Linked DNA regions of Sus scrofa: region 2 is linked to region 1. Evidence: chromatin contacts called from public Hi-C data. All regions are on one chromosome and are shown on one strand. The core of a region is the stretch at or near the end of the contact, and the rest is flanking DNA. Distances in the headings are between cores, read along the strand shown. Region 1 overlaps SLC2A13 (proton myo-inositol cotransporter). Region 2 holds the start of SLC2A13 (proton myo-inositol cotransporter).

Evidence for each region. Hi-C and Micro-C count contacts between places; a contact is called where the count stands out from the background.
Region 2: a contact with region 1 is called in a Hi-C map of subcutaneous adipose tissue, with 5 times the contacts expected there. The contact joins the promoter of SLC2A13 here to the enhancer-like site in region 1. A contact is called at or near these places in 4 of 5 promoter capture datasets (fetal liver, fetal skeletal muscle, liver and 1 more), 28 of 47 Hi-C or Micro-C datasets (adipose tissue, alveolar macrophages, blood and 16 more) and 2 of 2 datasets of contacts at active chromatin or transcription factors (alveolar macrophages and skeletal muscle).

Annotation. Positions count from the first base shown.
Region 1 is chr5:71,546,405-71,550,580 of Sscrofa11.1, forward strand. All of the region lies in intron 3 of SLC2A13 (proton myo-inositol cotransporter), which reads right to left. Among named protein-coding and RNA genes, the nearest start is that of SLC2A13, 130 kb to the right of the region's middle. Within about 2 kb of position 1,842, at least 13 of the 83 cell types and tissues checked have an H3K27ac peak or open chromatin away from gene starts, as enhancers often do. A contact at or near this core is called in adipose tissue and subcutaneous adipose tissue, where this site is marked.
Region 2 is chr5:71,671,803-71,675,978 of Sscrofa11.1, forward strand. It overlaps SLC2A13 (proton myo-inositol cotransporter), which reads right to left and starts at 2,051. Exons shown (of 10, transcript XM_021092534.1): 1 at 1,226-2,051. The coding sequence starts at 1,784. It overlaps LOC102165502 (a long non-coding RNA gene), which reads right to left. Exons shown (of 3, transcript XR_002344154.1): 3 at 3,714-4,176.

The DNA of each region.
Region 1 (4,176 bases), core at 592-3,091:
TATTAAAAAGGTTGCACACTTTTTTCTTTCAACAAGCTCAGGATTAAGAGACCCAGAACTCTGCTCCAGGTCAGAAGCATGAGTCCTAACAATATAATATCAGTTAAAAGCCATCCTGAAAACCACACAGACAAATGAATCGCTCACCTCAATTCCAGCAGTAAAAAAATTAACTGATTTGACTACATTTCTAATCATTTATACTTGTTCAATTCTAAAAGAACATGACACACTACCTCTAATCTATCCAGCCACAAGGAAATTTCAAGGGAGAAAATATATGAACTAAAAAAGAAAGCAAGCAGTTCTTAAAGATGTAAGTCCTGTATCTGGCAAGAGACAGCCTTATGTTGGTGTTTATGGAATCCCAAACTAAAGGAATATCTTCTTAAGATACACAGCAGTGGTAAGTTAGGAAAATTATTCATAGACTTCACTGAGCTGAGAGCTGTTCAGCTCTAGAAGTGACAAAAGTAGAATATCTAAAGATATTCTTTTTTTCTTCAGAAAATACAGTAGAAATTCTGTTGTCTGTTACACTGATTATTAAGAAAATCATCTTAAGTTACATTTCTAAATAAAATGCATACAATCCCAAAATATATCAATGTCATTCTGCAATCTTGTGATGTAAGTCAGGCCTTTTTCTGAGCATGGATCAGCTAGCTAAGGTATTGACTTTCCTGTAAAAACCACAGATATTTGTCTATAATCACCACAAAAAAACAGTGGAAACTTAAGATGATTATACAAATTCAACACAGACTCTGTCTAATTATACTGATTCTCCCCAAAATCTTTTAGAGTCATCTTTCTTATTAATTCAAGGGCAATTTTTCTTTGGTGACACCTTTATTGAATCTTTATAAAGCACTGAACTTAGATTTTCACTGAAATCTCTCTCCTTTTTTGTATTTTTCTTTCTCTAAATTTCTATAATAGTTGATTACATTGTATAATGACAGCAACCATTGTATAATGACAGCACAATGGCATAAACAGATTTGGGGAAACACCCAAAGACTTGGTAAACTGACAGCCCAACAGGTGGCAGGAGAAATATAAAGGTATCCTGTTAAAGTCATCCATCAACTATGAGTGTGGCACACTTGTGAGAAGGTTTTAAGAGGGTAGGAGCCCGCCAGTTAACTGGGTAAGTGTGAGAAGTGGCACTGCCTCAGGAGAGCATATCTCTCCATACTGTACCTTGTGGAAATGTTAGATTACATATAATAAACACCAGATTTATTCTTCAGTCTGTAATGGGAAGGAAAGAACCACCTCAGATCCAGGCTGCACCCACTGGTTCAACACACACTGAGTAAACTCCCTGGGGCAGTACCATGTGTTGGAGACACAAACAATGAGTTATGAGGGACTTTTCAGTTTCTGCAGTGTAGAAATTTGGGGCCCCCAAAGTCTTTGTTTTGGAGGCTGCCTTGCGCATTCGTAGGATTAAACAGCCTATTACCACTAGATGCCAGTAGCATCTTCCCTGGAGCTGGCACAACTGAAAATGTCTCTAGACATTGCTAAATGTCCACTAGGGGGCAGAATTGCTCCTGCTTGAGAACCATTGCCTTGGAGAGAACGTGGAGCTTTCAGTTTCTAGAAAACTTTGCTGAGACCTTAAATTCTACAGTTTTGCATCTATTGAGGATCTTTGCTGCCTTTTCTGAAATTCAGATTAGTAACTCATCAATGGTCAGGACTGGCTATATAATCTGTAAGGCCAAGCAAAATGAAAATATGAGCCCCTCATTCGAAAATTACTAAAAATATCAAAGCAGCGACTAGCAACAGGGCCCTCCTGAGTACAAGGCCCTGAGAAACTGTGGAGGATGCACATCGTTAGCCCTGCTGATGGCCTGGGAGTCCGGGTGCTGCTTATTAAACTTAAAGTCACATTAAACTCATTAATATCCCTGTGAGTTTTGATATTTCAGGTTTCTAATTTTCCTTTATTACATGTTTTGTTGATTATTTCCCCCAAAAAATGCTGTACATAATAGTAAATTCAATTCTCATCTCAATTTTTTAGAAATCATATTTTTCAACAGAAACCTGCTAAATTAGATTGACAGTTCAAATTACAGGACCATGAAATCAGTTGTGTTTTATGGGAAACAATCATGAGAAGTTCATAATATTTTTTTAGTAGCATCTGTCTCTTGTCTTTGAGTGCTAGAGAAGATATTAATGATGTTCTTTTGCCACTTGAGAACAGATCTCCTCTTTCTTCAAAATTTATCTTTAGCAGTGGATTAATTCTTTAAACAATCCTTGCCATTTGGCAAGTACTTTGACTCCAGGTATAGAAATTAGCATTGTTTCCAGTATAATAATCAAGGGAGATATAACCATTTACTATGAAATGTTAGAACACGTGTTAATGAAAGACGTGATGTTTATGCTTTTCTTTTTTGGGGGGAGGGGTTCTCAATCTCCATTTATTGTTTATGTTTTTCTATTGCACCTGCATGACCACAATGAACCTAAAAGCTAGCTTTAATATCATCAGTTTGGTCTTACCTGCTCAAAATCACTAGGACATACTCGACTCCACCTTTTCCTTTCACTTTTTTTTTTTTTTTTTTTAACATTCTTCCAAATGTAAACAAACAAGGAAAAGGTATCATGGCCATGGATAAGGCTGCTTCCATAGGTTCAGCCACGTTCAAAACAACAAAGCACAATCTGTGGAACAAGTGCTCAGAACCCAGTTTTACCACTGTAATCCCAGAGTAGAAAGTAGCATAGGAGGTCGCACTTCAGCAGCCAGAGACAGTGCACCTCTGAAACCAGGACTGAATGACAATGCTGTTAACAGCAATTGCTAGGGAACATTTGACAGATGTCACTTCTAAATCCCTGCTTTCCAGTTTGTAAGGAGGTTGGAAGAAAAATGTCTCTAAAGACATTGCTATGATCCTTCAGACCTTAGGAGGCACTAACAAAATATATAGTTGCAGCTACCAAAAAAAAAAAAAAGTGTTTGAAATGTGTATAATCAAAAGATACATACAAAAGATAGCTTCCCAGAAACTATCTGCAAAAGTGTGTCATCAAAGAAATTAATCAATAGTCAGTCTAAGAAAGAAAATTCCATCTGAGCCAACCTGAAGATTATAACCTGGGAAAGAGTCTCTCAGAGAGCTCTGAGAACGGTTCAGGGTGATGCGGGGTGTGTGTGTGTGTGTGTGTGTGTGTGTGGCGGGGCGGGGGGGGGGGTCAGTAACGTGTGATTTTGGTGAAAGGGTTATGTGCAGCCAAGCACACATCTAAATTGCTGCTAGCCATGAGGCTTAGTTAACCATCTTTTAGTTAACTGTTTTAAAATGTGCTTTTTTAGATATAAAAATCAGGTTTATAAAAAATTCCTCCAGAAAAATACCTGGCTATCCGAGGACCAGCTCTGTCCGTTCTCCCAGAGCAGTGTGCCTCATCCTCATCTTCACCCTGAATTCCTTTCAGGGTGGACTGAAGGTCAGCGATTGCAGTGACTAATGATTTAATTCTTATAGAACTGGATGGTGGGCAACATAATTTATAATCCCTTCCCTTTCGGTCCTAATTTTTTTCTTTCGTCCTAATTTTGACCAAGGTTTGGGAGGCATTTCAGAACCAATTTGTCTCACAGTACTAGGAATGCACATTCCCAGGTCAGGCAAGGATGTCACTGATAGGTCACTCATGTGCCATTACTGGACTAGACCCTGTTAACAGTGGCCAAAAGCCTCTCGACCACCTGTCTTACTCGTCTGTTAGAAAACAGTCCCCTCACCACATTGCTTCTTCCCGTATCTAGAGTTACACTATTACAGTCATCCATTTTATAGAACTATATATTTGATCAACTGTTTTAAGTCACCTAAGCATCATTCATTTTATCTGAGACTCAGTCACATTTGGTAATGCAAGAAACAATAATCTTAGAAAATAGGCAGAGTACAAGTAATGCAGCTAGTAACATGAGTAGGTCATAAGGAAGCATTTAAGCTAAAAACTCCCATTATATGTGGCCCAGTATCTTCCAAGGCCATCTGACCAGTCTGTTCTTTATCAGCCACTGTCCTTAAGGGAAATGACATACTGGCATTGGACATAAGGTTCACCAAAGACGTCTGCATGTAGAAGGTGAGTGGTGAGTCATCGTGACCCTTTATAGGATTCAGA
Region 2 (4,176 bases), core at 801-3,300, 130 kb after region 1:
CACCGTTCCTACATGTGGAGCTGTATAATTGGGGCTCCCTCCCCTGCAGAGCCTGTTGAGAGGAGGTGAAAAGCATAAATGTCAAACACGTGGTGAATGAACAGATCCTCAGGAGCCCCAGGTTTAAAGGGCTCTTTCATCAATCCCCAGCCATAGGGAAGAAATACTTCAACAACACCCTAAAGGAAACAAAAAACTGAATTATGAAATGAAACGTTAAAAAAGCATCAGCGGTGTGTCTTAGAAAAATGACTGGTGAGCTTTAAGTCTCAACCCCCTACTTTGCCTCAAAAGTGCTTTCTAATAACACTGAGCACATTCCAAATAGCTTCCATCTGCCAAGAACTTGCCAATTGTACCTCCCCTGCTCAGCAACCAGGGTGAAAAATCAATGCCAAGGGAACATTAATCCCTTCGTTTTGAAGGTAAATTGCAAACATCTACCTTGCTGGGCATTTATCCACATCGTGAGTAGCTCTGAAATGAATTTAGGAAGTGAACATAACCCAAGGGAAAGCAGGAGAGGCAAAACAAAAACGAGAATGGATGAACATGGATTTAAAGGAAAAAGTGATAAAAACAGAAAAGCCAAGAATTCATTTCAGAAAAACATGGAAGCAAAGGGCAATACAAAAAGTAAAAACAAAAGGAGGAAAAAAAATAACACTCCACCCTAAAGATAAATGGCTAGAAAAGGAAAGTGAAGAGTAGCAAAGAATAGAGTCCAGATGATTTAATTAACTTTAAAAATTCTCTTACTGTGACTTTAAGACTGACTGCGTTCGTACTTCGGAATCCTTAGACAAGTAAAGGGTCTAGCAGCGGAGAAACAGTGAGACTGCCTGAAAGTAAAGGGACCTTCCCTCCTAAGCTCTAGATAGGCATCAGGTAGGGCTGGATCAAGGAAAAAGCTGGTGATGCGAGGGATTCCTGGAAATGCTCAGAGAGGCAGCAATCACGCGGATTCACTAGTCCGTGGGCGATGATTCCACGTGGGGCTCGGGGTGGGAGGAACCACAGCGAACCCCCATCCCTATCCCCGGGGAGCCTGAGAGGCCGGACTAACAAACAGATGGGCTTTCCAAGCAGGCGCAAGAGACATGGAGCATTCTCCAGGGCCGGCCGGACCCGACGGGGACCCCGAAGGGGCATAGGGAACGCAGCGACCAGGGTCAGGGCGGTGTCGCCAGGGAACCCCCCCCCGGGCGCCCAAGCCGGAACTCACCGATGCCGAGCCCTACAACCAGGCGGCCGGCGAGCAGCGTCTCCTTGTTGTTCGCCGCAGCAAGCACCGCGGAGCCGGCGGTGAAGAGGGCACTGGCCAGCAGGATGGCGGCGCGGCGGCCGAAGGCGCCGTTGAGGGCCCCGCCGGCTAGCGCCGAGACGGCAGCCGCTCCCACCGTGCTTGACACGAGCAGCTCCTGCCACAGCGCGTCCAGGCTGAGCTGCCGCTTGAGCAGCAGCATGGCCCCCGACACCACCCCGGTGTCATAGCCGAACAGGAAGCCGCCCAGCGCGGAGAAGACGGCAACCACGTACACGAAGGCGGGGGTCTCGTCCTGCTGGAACTGCCGCCGGGCCGCGCGCTCCAGGTCCCCGACGCCGCCGCCGCCGCCCGCGCCCGCGCCCTGCAGGCTGGCGCTCGACTCGGCGGCCGCCAGGAGGCTGCGCTCCCCGGCCGCGCTCGCTGCGTCCGGCTCCTGCTGCTTCCTGCGCCGCTCGCCCATGAGGCTGCTCAGGCTTCGCAGCGTATACTCCACATTCTCGCTCGCCTTGCGGGACATAGGGCAGGAGCCCGGGGCTGCCCGGGGGGGGCTCGAGGCTCCGCGGGCCGGCGGTCTAGGAGGGCTAGACAGCCCGAGCGGACACAAGGAACCGCAGCCGCCTTCCTCCTCCCAGCTCCCGCTCCGACTGCCAGGGCAGCCGCAGCTGCCGCGGCCGCTCCGGGGAGAAAGTTGCTGCCCGCCGAGCCCCGGCGCTGCGGAGTTGGAGCCTGGCGGGTTTCACTCGGGACTCACGCCCCGCTCCTGCCGAGCTGGCGCTGCGGAGCGGGCGGGAGGCGGGGCCGCAGGTCACGTGCAGCCCCGGCCCGGGGGGGCCGGGCAGGGACGCTCCGCCCTCCTCGGGTGGGGCCAGGCTCAGCCCGCCCAGGACCCCTAGACCCCACCCCCAAGTCGAGGGCGACCTCTGACCTAGGCGCCTCCTGTTAGGGCTCTCGCATCTTTACAGCTTTACAGACGCCTAGTTTGGGGGCTGCAGCTGAGGAGCAGGCCGCTGTTTGAATACCTGGTAATAGGAGAAAGGGCCTACGATGATTGCACGGTTTGGAAAGGCAAAGAGAAAACCCCTTAATGCAGCCTGAGGATGGCCAAGCCTGGAATGGCCTAGGAAAATATATCATATCCTGTTATAGCACATAGCAAGTACCCTTCCTCCCTTGTATAGTATTTTAACATTAATGAGTTTGTTCTGGAGCAATAAAGTTTCCCCCAACGCCGGTCTCTCCTCAATCTATGCTTATTTTAAAAGCAAAATACCCCTTGTTTGAGCGCAGAGATAAGTGTCTCCCCAGGTGAATCCCAAACATCCTTCCATGGATCCCTATGTGTAAAAGGAAATTCACATTTATACATTTCACTCTCATATCACCAGGTAGCTCTTACTGGTACAAAGTAAACCTAAGATTTCATCTGATTTGAAGTTTAATAGGCAGTCTCCACCTAACTCCCCCAACACACTCACCAAGAGGAAAAATGTCTTCTCCCTTGAGAATTCTTCACTGTTGCCCTTCCTTTGCAGAGGCAATTTTAACTGCCTCATTGGCTTGAAACAAAGCAAAGATGCCATTACTTACCACCAATTTTTTAAACTGTTGAGTTAATTGCCAGTTGTTAGTTTTTCCCCTCATTTTGACATAAATTATTAGTAAATCATTTTATGCAGCTTAACTTTAGAATAAAAACATGACTTTGTCCCTATGATTTGCTTTCATTCTTCAGTTTGAGTGGAGGAGGTAAAGCATCGTATAATTCCATTCCTCACCATTCCTGTGTTCTTTTATTTTCCTTATCTGAGCGAAAGTTTTCTTAGTCCGAGGCCTCTTTTTTTCATACAGCCTTAAACTTTTTCCTTTTGAAGAAAAGGATTCTGTCGTCTCTATTTCAATAAAAACTTATATTAGAATTTGTCAAAATTTCTTTCCTCTGGATTATCAGTCATGATTATCTCCATAATATGCACTTTCCTTTCCAGCAAGAAGGAAAAATGAATTAATGGGTTCAGAGGGCTAAACTGTCTCAAATTATTGTGTAGCTTTAAAGTAAGGCTCTCTCCTAATTCCTAGGGATCAGTTAAACAGAGAGCGCTTTTAGCTCTGGAGCAATGAACTCTTTAATATTCAGGCTTCAGAAAAAGATTCAGGTAAGAACGCGCCCTTTTCTGTGCCTGCGGTAATAAAACTGCGCCACCTGGTGGTGAGATGTTTCATTGCTTTTGAAGAGCAGGGCTCTTTCTACCAGGTGAGAATCAGCTGGTACTGTTGACTCTTCTTTCTTGCTGAGATGAAAGAAAATGCCTTCTACACCTGGCAAGAACATCTTGGCTCCTGAGCATCCCTTGCTGGAAATTCAGCTTTTGAGACACAGAACACTAAACTACTTAAAGTGGTCCTGCTTCATATCATCAGAGCACCTAAATACCTACAGTCAGGTTACATCTGAAAAGAAATATGACATGAAAAAAAAAGGGGTCCAAGAGTTAAACAGAGTTCTTCCCAGCCTTTGGAAGGAGACAAGTGCAATTTAGCACCACGGCATGAGTCTAAAATGTAGTTTCTTGAAGCCTGCCCTAACTGCAGGTTATGATGAAAAGGAAAGACCATTAGCTGAATTGAGTCCCATAACTATCGCTGTTTTACTAAGAACTTTTGATAAACCACTAAATTAGTTTGTGCCTTGTTTTCCTATTTGCAGAGCAGATAATGGTACAGCAATGACTCAGTTACTGGAAATGAAAAAAGAATTTTGAAATATACTTAGTTGCTATTGCAGAGTAAACAATAAGTATTATTGTTGGTTTGCAAGGTGAGTTCGAAAGCCCAAGTTTTAAGTACATGTTTTATTTGTTTTACAACCTCCAGGAACACTAAGTATCCACTGTAGAAAAGGGAAATGAGAG